2 separate regions of the Gossypium hirsutum genome follow, and region 2 is linked to region 1. A link is a contact called in public Hi-C data. All regions are on one chromosome and are shown on one strand. Each heading gives the region's core, a stretch centred on a gene start, on an enhancer-like site or on the middle of the called end of the contact. The rest is flanking DNA. Distances are from core to core; before and after follow the strand shown.

Region 1 (7,436 bases), core at 1,758-4,257:
GCCTACAAAGAAATTTAAAAAAAAAAAACACCCCTCACAGCATAGGGAAAAAGGCTAGTGATTGAAATCAAAGGACGGACAAATATATAGATCCAATAATCTCTCATGAATGAGTTTCCATGAACTACTATTTTGCCTGTCTTTCACCATCCATTTGTTTTATATTATATATATAGAGAGAGAGAGAGAGAGTAAGAGAGAGAGAATGAGATTGATATATAGAGAGAGAAAAAGAAAGAGAAAGAAAGTGTTGGAGCTAGAAGTCATGAGAGTGATGGTACATTGTTGGGTCATGTCGATTCATGGCTTCTCTTTGACTGTTGTGGCTGCTATCATCATCACCCTCCATTCTTGATCCCATTTGAGTTGAAGCTGTAGCACCAAGATTGAGATAAACCAACCTTGAATCCAAATTGAGGTTAGCAAGGTTGTTTCCACTGCTACTGCTATTATGTTCATCACTCATTGGTGGGTAAATTGCAGTTGAAGTTGGTGGATTTACGCTCCCTTCTTCACGCGAGATAACCATAGCTGCTGATTGAACAAGCTCAAGACATAGCCTAAGCTTATTTGGTTCGATGTGAGTTAGCCCCGGCACCGCACCTTTGAACAAGAAATCCGAAGTTAGTGTTCGAAGGATGTCTAAAGGAGTCACCCCATCAACGGTTCTTACATTAGGGTCTGCGTGGTGGTCTAAAAGCACCGCAACCATATCTGGTGATACCATTTCCGCTGCAATGTGAAGTGGGGTTTTTCCCGCAGGCCCCGCCGGGTAGTTAACATCAGCTGCACCAAGCTCTAACAAGGTCTTAACTACTTCCCGGCTGCAGTTCTCAACAGCATAGTGTAAAGCCAAAGCTTCATCAAGATTCAGACCTTCTCCCATCACCATGAGCTTGACTAGTTCAACATCCGAAGAGTCTAATGCCCTTCTCATCCTTCGAATCTTCTGGTCCTCAAGATCAGCAGCTGCGGTGAGATCATGGTGGGGTGGGGGTGATGATGATGATGATGATGATGATGATGAGGGATTAAGGACCGTCTTGCTAGAGATGACTTGAGACGCAGCTCTTCGATTTTGGCCACCACATCTATGGGCAGATGTTTGGCGAGAACTTCTGGTGGTAGACCTGATTTGGCCACTAGGTGGGAACAAGTAGTCCAAAGTTGGTGCATGTCTTGCTTTCTTGAAGCTATTAGTACTTTCATAACATCTTCAATTGAGGCCTTCTCCACCATACTGGCCAATTGTTTCTGTGAAAAGAAGAGAACCAAGAGCGTCAGCTTTGGTAAATGGAAATGAAAAGAGTCTTCGTTCCCATTGGTTGAAGCTAAACAAAGCGATGGGTGTTTGGGAAAGATTTTATGTGCTTACGAGGGAAGCCATTACCAGAGATTATCAAGATCTAGATTTAGAAAGCCTTTGGTGCGTAGCATTTAGATGGAAGAAACCCAATTCAAGAAAACCAGAAAATATGATTGTACATGACATCTAAATAAACCCTTTGCTTTTTGGGTTATTTGACAATGAATATCATTTGAACAACATTTTTTTTACTCGCAAGAAAATAGTAAATCTTTTCAACATCAACTGTAACCTGTAGAAGGAGAAGTCAAGATGACCGATGAAGAAAAACAGTGAAAGAAAACTGAAGCAATTGATGGTTGAATCAGGCGCTGTAGAAGAAAACTGCAGAAAAAATAACGAAAAAAAAATACTAAAAATTCTGTGTTTTTTTCTGTGTTTTTGCAGAAAAGAGAGTTCCTAAATGAACTGAGAGGATAAAATCCAACTATTTTACAAACATGGAAATGAGGATCGGAAATATGTAGAACAAAAAGGTGTTTAGTTAATCGTTAAAAGAAAAAGAAACCCGGTTTGATCATGATGATCATCATCTTCATGTTCATAAGATTACAAAAAATCCCTTCAATAAAAAAAAAGATTAAATTACACTTCCCAAAAACAAAGCCTAGTTATTGTCTGGGTACCCAAAAACCCAAAACACAAAGAGTAACAAGACTCCACAGACGCAAGAATCAAGAATCAGACAGCAGAAAAAGAGAGAGAAGGAAAGTAGTTTGTGAGGGTATGTTGATGATGATTGATGACGAAGAGAGGGAAGGGAAGGGAAGGGAAGGGAAACCTGAGTAAGCAATGCAAGCTGTTCAACACCAAAGTATCTAGCGGCAGCAAGAGTGTCAAGCGCAAGATCAACGGCAGAGGTGCAATGTGTATGCCAACACGCTCTTTCACTACAATTAGGCCTTGGCTCATGCTTTTGAGGCACAATAGAGACCTGGCCACTATACAAGAACTGTAACAATAGCAAGAACACTTCATATCCCACTGAGTTCACGGGTATAACACCGGGCCTAGACCCTGCTGTTGATCCGCCTCCTCGGTTCATCCTCGAACCAACCGGGTCTAAACCAGCTGGAGGATCAGGTCCGCAGAAGAATTTCCTAAAGAAGAGACTCCTTGCAGCTAAAATACACCTGTGGGCATGAACTAACCGACCCTCTACACTGAAAGTTACATCAGAGAAAGCTTGGCCATTGATGAGGAGGTTGAGGTAGTCGAGGGAGAGAGATCTTAAAGACTCGTCAAGGCTACTCATTTTAGGGTTGTTTTCCCAGAGGAATACAAAAAGAAAAATCTTCTCTTTTTGGATAAACAAGTATGTTGTTGAATCAAGTACACGAAGAAGAAGAAGAAGAAGAAGTAGTAGTTAGAGAAATAAGTAGGGATTTAGATGATGGTTTCATTTGAAAGAAACGGAGGAGGTTACTGTAATTGGTTTTTGTATTGAGAGATTCTTTCCTCTCGATGAAGTGGTGTGGGTTTTTGTCGATAGGGATATATATATTTTTTTGATAGACAGAGAAAAGAGAAAACTTTAGAAAGAGGGAGAGGGAGAGGGAGAGGGAGTGGGAGAGGGAGAGCAACATGGGTGGATGTTCGGGGCGGCTGAGCTATTTAAAATACACAATTTATTTATTGGAAAATTAAAAGAACAAAAAAAAACTATTTGTTTTTTTGTTTATACTATTAAAAATAATACATGGGGGTGGGGTAGGACGCTGGAGAAATGATGATGGGATTGGGATACATGGAAAATTTTGTTACAATTATTCTCATCATTACCTCGTGTTTTACTATTATAATTTTACTCAACTTAACTATTAGTTCAATTTTTTTTTAAAGCCAGCATTTATATTCTCTACTAAACCAAGTAAATTAGTCTTATTTTACTCTAAAACAAATCAAGCTTAATTTAAGAGTACTTCAACTAACTAAACTAACATAGATTAAAAAAATATTTGGGCAAACTAAAGAAATTACTATTTTTGTTTGTCATATATTACGTTTTAGTCACTTATATTTAAAATATTATGTTTTAGTCACTCACGTTATCAATTTGTTACGAAGTAGTCACTTTGCCATTAAGCTCCGTTACCTCCCTAACGACAGTCCTACATGGCAGCCTAAATAGGTTTTTTTAAATGCCAATTTGGATATCCAATTGGAATGAAAATAGATTTTTAATGAAGTAAATTTAATTAATTAAAAATTTTAAATTAATTACACCTTAAACTGGAAAAAAAATCAGTCTTCTCCTTTTTTTTTAGTTTTCTTTTCCATTTTGATTGAAAGAACTATTCTCATCCCAGTTGGATATCTAAGTTGACATTTAAAACTCATTTGGACTGTCATGTAGGACTGTCATTAAGGAGGTAATGGAACTTACGATAACGTAAGTGACTAAAATGTAACATTTCAAACATAAATGACTAAAATGTAATATGAGACAAATAAAAATGACTATTTTTATAACTTACCCAAAATATTTATGTCAAATGGAATCTAATCTTCCTTTATAAATATTTCTTATCCGTTTCAACTCTCATCATGTTTGAATACGTATATACATCCATATATATATATATATAATAATTAATAATGTAATTTGAAAAAATATTGGAAAAAAAATAATGTTAACTCCCGTTTGAGAGTTAAGCCTTAAACTTGTAATTAGGTAAAACTTCTAACAATGCTTCTTCCATATAAAGGAAATTATTTTCAAATATTCTATTTTTTTTTGGATAATCATAGACCAAGTATAATTTTATTTGGGTTGAAAGTAATATTCACAAATTTCAAAAATTTTAAATTAAAATACTGAAAATAAATTGAGTGGTCATTTATAAACAAAAGCAATAATATAATTTTAACCTTTTTTTCAACCTATAACACATAATATTAGTTTATAAACGAAAATATAAATTTATTTTGAAGGACAAACTTTAATGTAAAATACAAATACATAAATCTATGTATACCTAATAAATTACCAAACATTTCAAAGGTCAAAGCTATGTTGGCTCCATATTGTCTCCCCTTTTAACTTAACCCTATGCAACCACCAATAAGGGTGTAATGGCATTGTACCAAAAGAAAGAAAGAAAGAAAAAAATCATGTAGCCTCAATTCACTTCATCTTCTACAGGAGATGTCCCATTTACAAGTACATATGCAACCTTGATCTTTTTAGATTACCTTTTTGGAGGAGCAATCTCAACTTAATGGATATTTTCATTGTTTTTTATTTATTCCTAATGTTACTAAGTTGAGTTTTGGTTTGCTTATATGATGTAAAGGTCTAGGCCTATATTATAAAAGAAGGTTTATCCTTTGTTTCCATCTAAAAAATTTTCGGTAATCTTTTAGAAAAAAAAGGTTTGGAAATTACTTCAATTACAGTTAACATTTGTATTTTTTTTTTCTAGTAATAAGTGAATTCTTTTTGTTGTACTGCTTATTGTGTATGTTAGGGTCAACAATAATAAGAGATAGTAAATTGAAATTTTGAATTTTTTTTTATTACAAACTTTTTAAATTAAAAAAAAAGGAAGAGAGAATAGTTTGGACACTTGAATTTATAATAGTTTAGCCTCAGTTCCTTACCTCCACTACTTTATTATACTTCAACTAAAGATTTTCCCAATTTACAAGACTAATATAGAACATTCCCTTACTTTTTAAGTGTTAACTAAAACCCTCTAGCTTTTTCACTTCAACCAGTACTCTTTAAGTCTCTTTTAAGGTTTTCTATCTCAAAACCTTAAGTACACTCTTTAATTACAAAAAGAAAGTGCAAACAAATAATCAACCTTTAATAAATGTATTTTTGCAAATTTGAGCTCTAAATATAAAGAAATAAAAGTGATGAAAGATATTACAATAATCTCTTAAAAGAATATGTACAAGAGAAAGAAGATATGAAGTTATTTCTCTTATGTTATCTCTCTTATAAGTCTTGAATTGTTCTTGACTTGTATTTATATTAAGGAATAAGTTTGTGGACGTTTGGAGCCATTGGGATGAAAATAAAACTATTTTTGGGTTGAAAAAGTGTTCCTATAGCTCAAGTATCGATACATACTAAGAAGATATTGATACCTTTCACAAAAGTAGTCGTTTATAGTTGTTACAAGGCTAGGTGCCAATACCTATAGGGTAGTTATCGATAGCTACAAGTTGGGTACCGATACGTGGCCTCTCATTTTGTTTCTGAGGCTATCGACTTACAATGTTTTGATACTTAGACCCTTAGTATCAATGCCTAACTATCAAAATGTCTTAAAAACATTTAAGCAATTTCGAATTTGCCTCGAAAACATTTGGTTAAGTTGAAACTCATTTAGACCATGTTTTTGAGTGCTTTGCAAGTCTTTGAACACGTTTTGAAAATGTTTAGTCATTAAATGACTTAATTAGTAATAAAATTTATCTTATTTATTGTTGTATAAAAAACTTGGGACATCAAAACTAATAATCTTTCCCTTTTTTATATAACAAAAAGTTTTAAGAGAAATTTGCATTTTGAAAAACTTTCCCTAAATGATTTAGACATTTTCAAAAATAAACTCCTCTTTAATAAAATACTTATTGAAGCAAGACTAACAATATTAAATTTTAATAGTAAATACTACAATAAAGAATATATGGATTTCAATAACCGAATCCAAGGGTTTATAAATGACATACATTTTCTCTAAAAAAAAATAAATGACAAGCATTTAAACTATATATCAATAAGCATACATGCATAACCACTAAACTATTTGCATAAACATTGAAAGATAAACATTTAAACCATATATATATATATATGCAAACTTCATCTTATTCTCCCATTTTTGGTATATCAAAAGGTTTGCCGAAAATGTAAAAAATTATGGCATTTTGAAAATCAAATCTTAAAGAGAATAAAGTTTAAACAAAAGACTTTCAAAGAAAAAGAAGTATAGCAATGAATGAATCATACTTGAAATCCATTTGTTTTAAACACTTAACGCAATATTCTAAAGTGCGAGCAAGGAAGTCTTAATTGCATAAGAGTTCATCTAAAGATATGTCGAGGGAAATATACCAATTAATACTTAATAAAGATATCAATTGTTATCAAGAATTGCTATCAAGGCATGAACAAAGAATTGCATACTAATGATAACATTAATACAACCATATGCAATTTTTATTTCTAGTACTCACTCTTACTAAATACGTATCCTAATGATTTTCTCTCTATTTTTTAGATACCAATTGTTATCAAACATAATAGGCATGAAAAGTGCAATGGTATCAAAATTGGGTATCAAAAGCCATTATAGCAATAATGATATCAGCATCAAAAGCATAAGAAGAAGAAAGATATACAAAAAATATATTATTAAATGAACAAAACATATAGGCAAACAAAATGCATTTCATTCAATAAGGATATTAATCATTGCGTCTTTTAAGACCATGTTCAAATAAGAGAAATCCATTAGGCATGAACATGGCAATGGCATTCAATTAACAAAATACCAATATGAGTACACAATGGATATTGAAGAATTTGTGATATGAGGCAGGTGATCATCAAACATGGCATATTTATATAAATCGATATCAAATGTAAGCTCAAATAAACATGTCATGGAACGATGGTATGTAAATGATATATCAATTCATAGCATGATACCATTGAGAATTCCAAAGTCTTAAGCCTAAGTAAAAATATTAATCTTATATCCTAAGTCTAATCCTAATTCTAATTGTAGTTCTAAACATGTAAGCTCAAATAAACATGTCATGGAACAATGGTATGTATTGATATATTAATTCATAGCATGATACCATCGAGAATTCCAAAGTCTTTAAGCCTAAGTAAAAATATTAATCTTATATCCTAAGTCTAAGTTTAATCCTAATTCTAGTTCTAAACCTAGTTTTGTTTTTAATCCTAAGTTGAATTCTAAACTTAATGCTAGATTTAATCCTAATTCTAATTCTAATTTTATAAACTAATTCTAATCCTAAGACTCTATACTAATATGTACAAGCACCTTATGCATAGCTTAAGGTCATAAGTGATTAGAGCTTA
Region 2 (7,436 bases), core at 3,222-5,721, 130 kb after region 1:
GTTCTCAGATTTGGCAAGAAAGGCAAACTAAGTCCACGTTTTATTGGACCATTTGAAGTAATTGAGAGAGTCGGACCATTAGCATATCGATTAGCTTTGCCGATTGAGTTAGAGAAGATTCATAATGTATTTCATGTGTCTATGCTACGTCGTCATCGTTCAGATCCGTCACATGTGATTTCTCAGACAGAGGTTGAGATTCAGCCAGACATGACTTACGGTGAAGAACCGGTAAAGATTCTAGCTCGAGAGGTAAAGCAATTAAGGAATAAAAGTATTGCACTTGTGAAAGTACTATGGAATAGACACAGGGTAGATGAAGCTACATGGAAGCCCGAAGAGGCTATGCGAAAACAGTACCCAAATCTTTTCACAGGTAAGATTTTCGGGACGAAAATCCCTAAAAGGGGGGAGAAATGTAACATCCCGAAATAGGGTCTAAACGGAATAGTGGTTGTGAAACCACAAATCTGAGGTAGAATAATTTATTTTATTATTATTTTGAGGTTCATGGTATGATTTCATGATTGTGTGAAAATTTCGTGATAAAATTCTATGCATAAAGTGCTTAAGTTGAGGTTAGAGACTAAATCGAATAATTTGCAAAACTTGCATTCTAGAAGTTTTAGTATGAAATTACTTTGGAATATTAATTAGGAGGGTTTAAATAACAATTTGACCAATTTTAAGTTCATGGACAAAAATTAGGACATGGAAGGAATTTTTGAAAGTTTAGTAAGGAGGGGTAATTTGGTCATTTGGATATTAAATGAATTAAAAAGGGAAAAATAACACAAAAATGGTCATCTTCTCAATTAGTTTCTGCCGATTTTTGCTCTCCTCCATAGCTGGGGTTTCTTCAACTTTCAAGCTTCATAGTAAGTGATTCCAAGCCCCGTTTTTAATCATCTTTACGTTTTTGGAGTCCCGGTAACTTGATTAAGCTTATTCTAGCAATAATTCAACCTAGGGTTCATATTTGGAAAAATACCCATGGTTGAAATTTGTGTATTTTGGTGTTTTATGATAGAATATGAGGTTTTAAATTATGTTAAACAACTTATGCTACTCGGTTTTAAGTGAAAACGAGTAAAATGGCTTAAATTGGAAAAAAATACCAATAGTCATAAGTATATGTTAGAGTGTGATTTTGATATTGCCATAGAAGGGAAAAATGATCAGCATGTCATAAAACATAAGAAAATAGGATGAAGTTTAATTTACGAGTCTTGGGGCAAAAGTGCAAATATGTGAAAGTTTAGGGGTAAAAATATAATTTTGTAAAAGTTGGGTCAAGGACTGTTTTAATAAATGTGAATATTAAATAAGTTAAATTTGCTATTATAGATCAAGAAGAACGAAATTCGGGAGTAGATCGGGGAAAAGAAAAAGTAAAGGACTAAATTGTAAAGTTTAGTCACATTTTGTATCAAGGTAAGTTACAGTAAATAAATGCAATATTATTTTATTTTACATTATTATTGTCAATTTCCAGCATTTATATATTATGTTATGAAAATATTTAAAGTCGAATTTAAGGTGAAGTGACAGAGGAAAAGTGTTAGAAAGCCCCGGTTGAACCCTAGGAATGTTAGGATATTAGGGTTGACAGGACAGAACAGAAATGAGCCATGTAAGTCCCTATTAGAAATATGGCTTTGGAGACAGGATTGAGCCATGTAAGTCCATATTATATATGGCATTGGAGACTGGAATAATTCATGTAAGTGCATGTCAAAGATATGGCATTGGCAGTATATTGATAGACAGGAACGACCCTAGTATCCTTAGTATTCCGAGTGGTTCAACGGGTCAGGATACGAGTTAAATTACAGTGAATTAACAGCAAAGGAAAAGTAGATTATACTTATGAAAAAGGAAAGGTCAGGTAAGAATGAAGGTAAGGGAATAAAGAAGAAGATAGAAAGTGAGAAGTAAAGAAATTTATGATGTTAGATGATATTATGCATAATTATCCATTATGTTGAATGTTGTGATTTATTTGCTTGTAAGCTTACTAAGCCTAGTGCTTAATCTCTTTATTTTCTTCTTCTTATAGTACTTATCTAGTCACTCAGGGATCGAAGGAAACGTCAGAGGCCGATCACACTATCAAAGAAATAACTTGGTATAACTAGACGTTTTGTTTATTAATATGTATGATTGAATGATGATTATCACATGAAAATTATGAAAAATGTGAAAGTAACCTAAAAACAGATTCAAGTAACAGAAATGACGTAACTTTGAAAAATCACTAAAAATTGTAGAAACATAGTTTGAAGATGAATAATATATGAAATTAAAGCTTATTATGTATATTTTCTTATGGAATAAGTAAAACAGGTAAAGGTATTATATTTTATGAGATATCTGAGTTTTAGTGAAACAAGGTCAGAGCGATTTCTGGATCCCCTGTTTCAACTTTGGAAATTCACCATAAATTTTAAAAAACTAATTAGAAGGTGTAATTTATATGGTTAGAATCCTTGTTGAATCTAGTTTTGAGTGAAACAAACGGCTTAGTCATATGAATTTTGTACAGGAAGAAACATGGTTCGTAGTAAGAAGAGGTCAGTGCAGTCGAGTTTTGAAACAGGGGAAACTTTAACTAATAAACTGTACTAATTGGCCAAGTCAAAAATTCTAGAAACAAATTAGTAGATAGATATATGAGTCTAGTTTCAGGAAAAATTTACGGATCTAAATTTTGAGTTTTGAAACTCGAGAAATGGATCTTTAAGCAACCATGACGCAGAAAAATAGTTTATTCCAAAAATTAAAATAAGTGGTTTAGAGTTGTTTAAAAGGTAAGATAAGTTTAGTAACACCTCAAGCTTGACTCCGGTGACGGTTTTGGGCGTGGGGGTGTTACAGGGAACATCTTCTTTGGTGCCATGTTGAATGAATGCTACGTTCTATAGAAATTTCCATCGGGTTGATTAAAAAAATGGTTTGAATAGCATATTCAAAGGGAAGTAAAGAAATTATGTAGAAAAGTAGTTCATTTGGTAAACTACTTATGAAATCTTCCATATTGGCAACTCTCTATAGCACTCGTATTTATTAATAAGAAAGATTTTCATTTTCTAAATAAAGTATACAAATTGAATTCATTCTATATCAACAACAACAATAGTACACACGATAGAGTGATAGATTACGAGTTTCCATACATGATTTCACACATACAAGAAAAGAAAAATAAGTGAAATAATTCCATCTAAAATGAAATTAATCAAAGAAAGCCAAAACAGATGCAGTAGAATAGATAATTGATAATGTAAATTTTTTTTTATATTAGTTCCATCTGTTTAAAAAAAAAAGATTGCAAGGTAAATTAGCACAAATTCAGTAAGAAAGAAAAATATGGAATACCCACAAAGGGATTGTGAACAAACAAGTCGATTCAGATAAGAAAAAATCGGATTGAGAAACCAACTATTCAAGTACCGTGAAGAATTAGAAAATATATGATTAGGAACAAAAATGATTACCATCTTCTTATTTGTCGACAACCACTTGATTTTAAGTCTTAGAATATAAATTTGTCGGTAAAGAAGACATACCTGGACCTTCCATTGGATCCTCTTTTGTTTTTGTATTTGAATAAAAAATTCTGATGATAATAGTTTTTTTTAGTCAAATGAAAAAGAAAACTAAAAAAAATAGAGGAGATGAACGGTTTTTTTCAACTAAGATTTAGGGTTTAAAATTTTTAGTTAATTAAATTTATTTAATTAAAAATTTATTCTTATCCCATTTGGAAATCTAAATTGGCACTTAAAATCTAGTTGGACTGCCACGTAGGAGTACTGTCAGGAAGATAACGGAACTTAACGTAGAGTTATCACTTCGTAACAAAATAATAACATAAGTAACTAAAACATAACATTTCAAAGTGACTAAAATGTAATTTAAAGCATATAAAAGTGACTATTTTATCGTTTACCCTTTATAATATTGAAATTATAAAAAAATAAATTTAATAGTGAATTAAAAAGACTATCCTACCTCTATTTAATCCATTACCTAACTCTTTTTGGGAGATTTCATAGTGAACTTTTAAATATGTATATACTTGACAGCTTAAGATATTATGTATTTAATATTAAAATTGTAAAAATAAATAAATAAATTTAATAGTGAATTTAAACTCTACTTGAGAGATGAAAATACATATAAAAAAATAAAGATTTAATAAAAAAATATAAATTTATATAAATTTAGTTAATTTTGAAATACTTCGATTACCTATTTAACTTTTTAAAATTGCTTGATCAGCCTTACTGATTACAAATGCTCCAAAAAGATTTGTTTCTATTATATAGATATAATTCCATTGTAAATAAGTGATAATAGGCAGGGGAATACGTAAGGTTTGCTGATGATTTGACAAGACAAGGTTTACATGTGAAAGGGGAAAAATGATGTAGACATTTGACCTGACCTTTCGACCATGCCTTAGTCCCAGTCTCAACGTCAGCCTCTTAGGCAACTCAGTCAAGGCAGCCAGCAACCCAACAGGCAAAGACAGGGCAAGAGATGGGAGAGCTCGTTTTACCCCCCTTCTCCCCACACCCCCCCCCCCTCCCCAAAAAAAAAACGGCTAAGAAACCGTACGATCATGAAGAAAACGGTCTCATTGGCGCCTAATAACTTTTATCCCACCGGCACGAGTCAATAACCATTATCACTCCTTGTCCAATCGTTTGTTTTTTAGTATACTTTGAAACTGTTTTGCACTATGCTCCACGAGTGGGCAGAGAGGCCTTTTCTTTTATCTTATTATATACATATATATTTTCCTTTGGGCAAATAATATAGGGGGCACTGACTCCCACGTCCCAACTATGACTATCTGACATACACACACAACTCCCTTCTCTTTCTCTGGTTTTGGTTTTAATGAAGAGTCTTTGATGACTGCTTGACGTTAAAAGGACATTGTCTTAAACAGAAAGAAAGATCAGCCAGTGAGATAGAAGATAAAAAGAAAATATTACACGTCTCTTCCATCAATTCTCTCTCATTCCTTTTGCCCATCGGGATTATTTATTTATTTATTTAGAACAGTTTCACTTAATTTCCTTTCATCAAACTATCGCTTTGTTTTGGTGGTCCCTGAAGAAAAGTGAAAGAGAAAAGAAAAAAAAAGAAGACTGCAACCTCTGAGAGAGTCTATAAGTAAAAACCCTTTATTGATGGTATATTAATGTCTGTGTGAGTCTACAGTTTAAACTGGGAGTTGGAGCTAAGTGCGTGTCAGCGAAAGCAATGGTTCTCGTTAGTATGAACGAGGGAGTTTTTGCCTCTGTCTCATCCAACAACAGTATCTCAGTTGTCACCACGCCTTTCCTCGGCATTCTTGCATGCGGGACACTTGTTTTGGAATTTGGAATTTCTATTACACACTAATGCAAAATGTTAAGAGCACGGTATAAGAGATCATATACCAGTTCAAGTATGACATTGTAGTTCAAATTAAGTTGGCTTTGTAATAGGAGCGTTGACATGATAATTATAACGAATCAATGTTCTCAACCCCCTGAATAAAAACCCAAATAATTTAATCCTATGTACATTCTCTCTTCAAAGTTTCCAACTTCAAGGAAAGCTAGTTATCGACCATTTAAAAAAAATTTGGACGGTCGATCATAGAACAGTTGAATATACAAACTAAATATTTCCCCCCAGATTTTCACAAGTCTTGTTGATACAAAAAGTTGCGTGAGGGATGAAAATAGTTCGACATATTAAGCGAAAAGTCGTACTGTGGTGGTGGAGAATTGAGGTGTGAGGAAGTGAAGGAAAGAGATAAGCAACAGAGAGAAGGAAGTTGGATATGCTTTGCGAGAGAGTGAGGAAACATGGCCTCTCTTGAGGTGAGAGAGGGCTTCTACAGGCGATCTTAGGAGATGTGCGTCCTATAATGTAGTCACATTATAAAATATTTTCAAATAATATCTAAGTTAGAAAAATGCTTATGTATCATTTCATCCCACGTTGAAAGTAGGCATGACATTGCATCCCAGGATAATCTCTTATTTTCAATTAAAAGAATCTTAGAAAAGATTTTATGATTTAATATATTATATAATATTAAATATATGAAAGGGCAAAATATAAAGATGAGATGAGAATAAATATATTATATTGTGGGAATGGTTCGGTTAACACCAACCATTTTCACACACACACACACTATATATATATATGAATTAGTGGAAAGGTTTAGGATCTACTACAATAGATGTAAATTTGGCCGTTGAAATAAAGCTACATTTAAATGTTGTTTTTCAAACGGTATTTAAAATAAATTGAATTACTGGCGGAAGAGTTGTGTTGTTTGGTGCAATTTTGAAATGGAAAAATTACACAATATGAAATTCTCTTTCTTTCATATTTTTAGTGTTCTCTAGAATTATTTTGTTTTAGAACAATTCAAATATGGTGTCCTAAATCTAATCAGGATGGTTTGACCCGAATCCAAAACGTCATATTAGCTACTGAAGTGATTCAAAACACATCACTGACTGATAGCAAAAGTCATGGACATGCAATTAAATCATACATGATCATGAATGAACAACAAAACCTAATAGCATGTTTTATCTAACATAAATCATTCAACTGCAATTAGGGGCGAAATAGTCATTTCACATCTAATATTCGAACAAGCACATAACAAAAATTTAGAACTACATTTTAATTCTAAAATCCTTTTAGACACATTTTTGAAAGAATCGGTTTAATCTGATCAACAATTCTCCTTTAATTTTAAAAACAAGTGTTTTGGGGACCAAATTGAAAGAAAGATAAAATATAAAAAATAACCATATTACTAAATTGTCTTTGAATGTAGGAAATTAGACATCTAAACCTTAGGTATGTGTCTTTTCAAGATATTTTATAACCTTTTTGGACTCCAATTGCATTGTTTAACTTAGGTCTAAATTGCAATGATATAAAAACCAACCATGAACGAACAATATGTCACGTTTCAACAACGTGATTCACCTTGTCACAAGATGACCTGGAGGAGGCCCTTCATCCCGATGACATGACAAAGGATGTCCCAATGTCGATCCCTCGTCGCAACAACATTCGAATGTCATCATAACATCTACTACAGCTTTTGTAGAAACAGTCCAGAAACCTACAATTTTTAACTTTAGTCACTGCCAAACATACCATTTCGTGCATTTTGGCCTATTTCTCATTTCTAACAAGTCATATATCCTACAAACACCATTTAAAACATGCTTAAACATGCCATAACACACAATAGCATAATTTGACACTTCAAGTAAATGTTTATGCTAGCATACGACTATTAACTTACGACTCAATTACACAACATACCATATCAGCATGCTTATGATTCCTAAGCATCCTACATATGTATTTTGTACCATTTGGTCATTTTAGACATG

The links. A called contact is a pair of places that touch in the nucleus more often than the background predicts.
Region 2: a Hi-C map of leaf shows a contact between it and region 1, with 1.7 times the contacts expected there. The contact joins two enhancer-like sites. A contact is called at or near these places in 2 of 34 Hi-C or Micro-C datasets (both in leaf).

What each region holds. Positions count from the first base shown.
Region 1 is chrA01:114,133,719-114,141,154 of Gossypium_hirsutum_v2.1, forward strand. It overlaps the pseudogene LOC107921097. Among protein-coding and RNA genes, the nearest start is that of LOC107921863, 7.8 kb to the left of the region's middle. Within about 2 kb of position 3,008, at least 5 of the 9 cell types and tissues checked have an H3K27ac peak or open chromatin away from gene starts, as enhancers often do. A contact at or near this core is called in leaf, where this site is marked.
Region 2 is chrA01:114,260,605-114,268,040 of Gossypium_hirsutum_v2.1, forward strand. No RefSeq gene overlaps it. Among protein-coding and RNA genes, the nearest start is that of LOC107921217, 21 kb to the right of the region's middle. Within about 2 kb of position 4,472, at least 2 of the 9 cell types and tissues checked have an H3K27ac peak or open chromatin away from gene starts, as enhancers often do. A contact at or near this core is called in leaf, where this site is marked.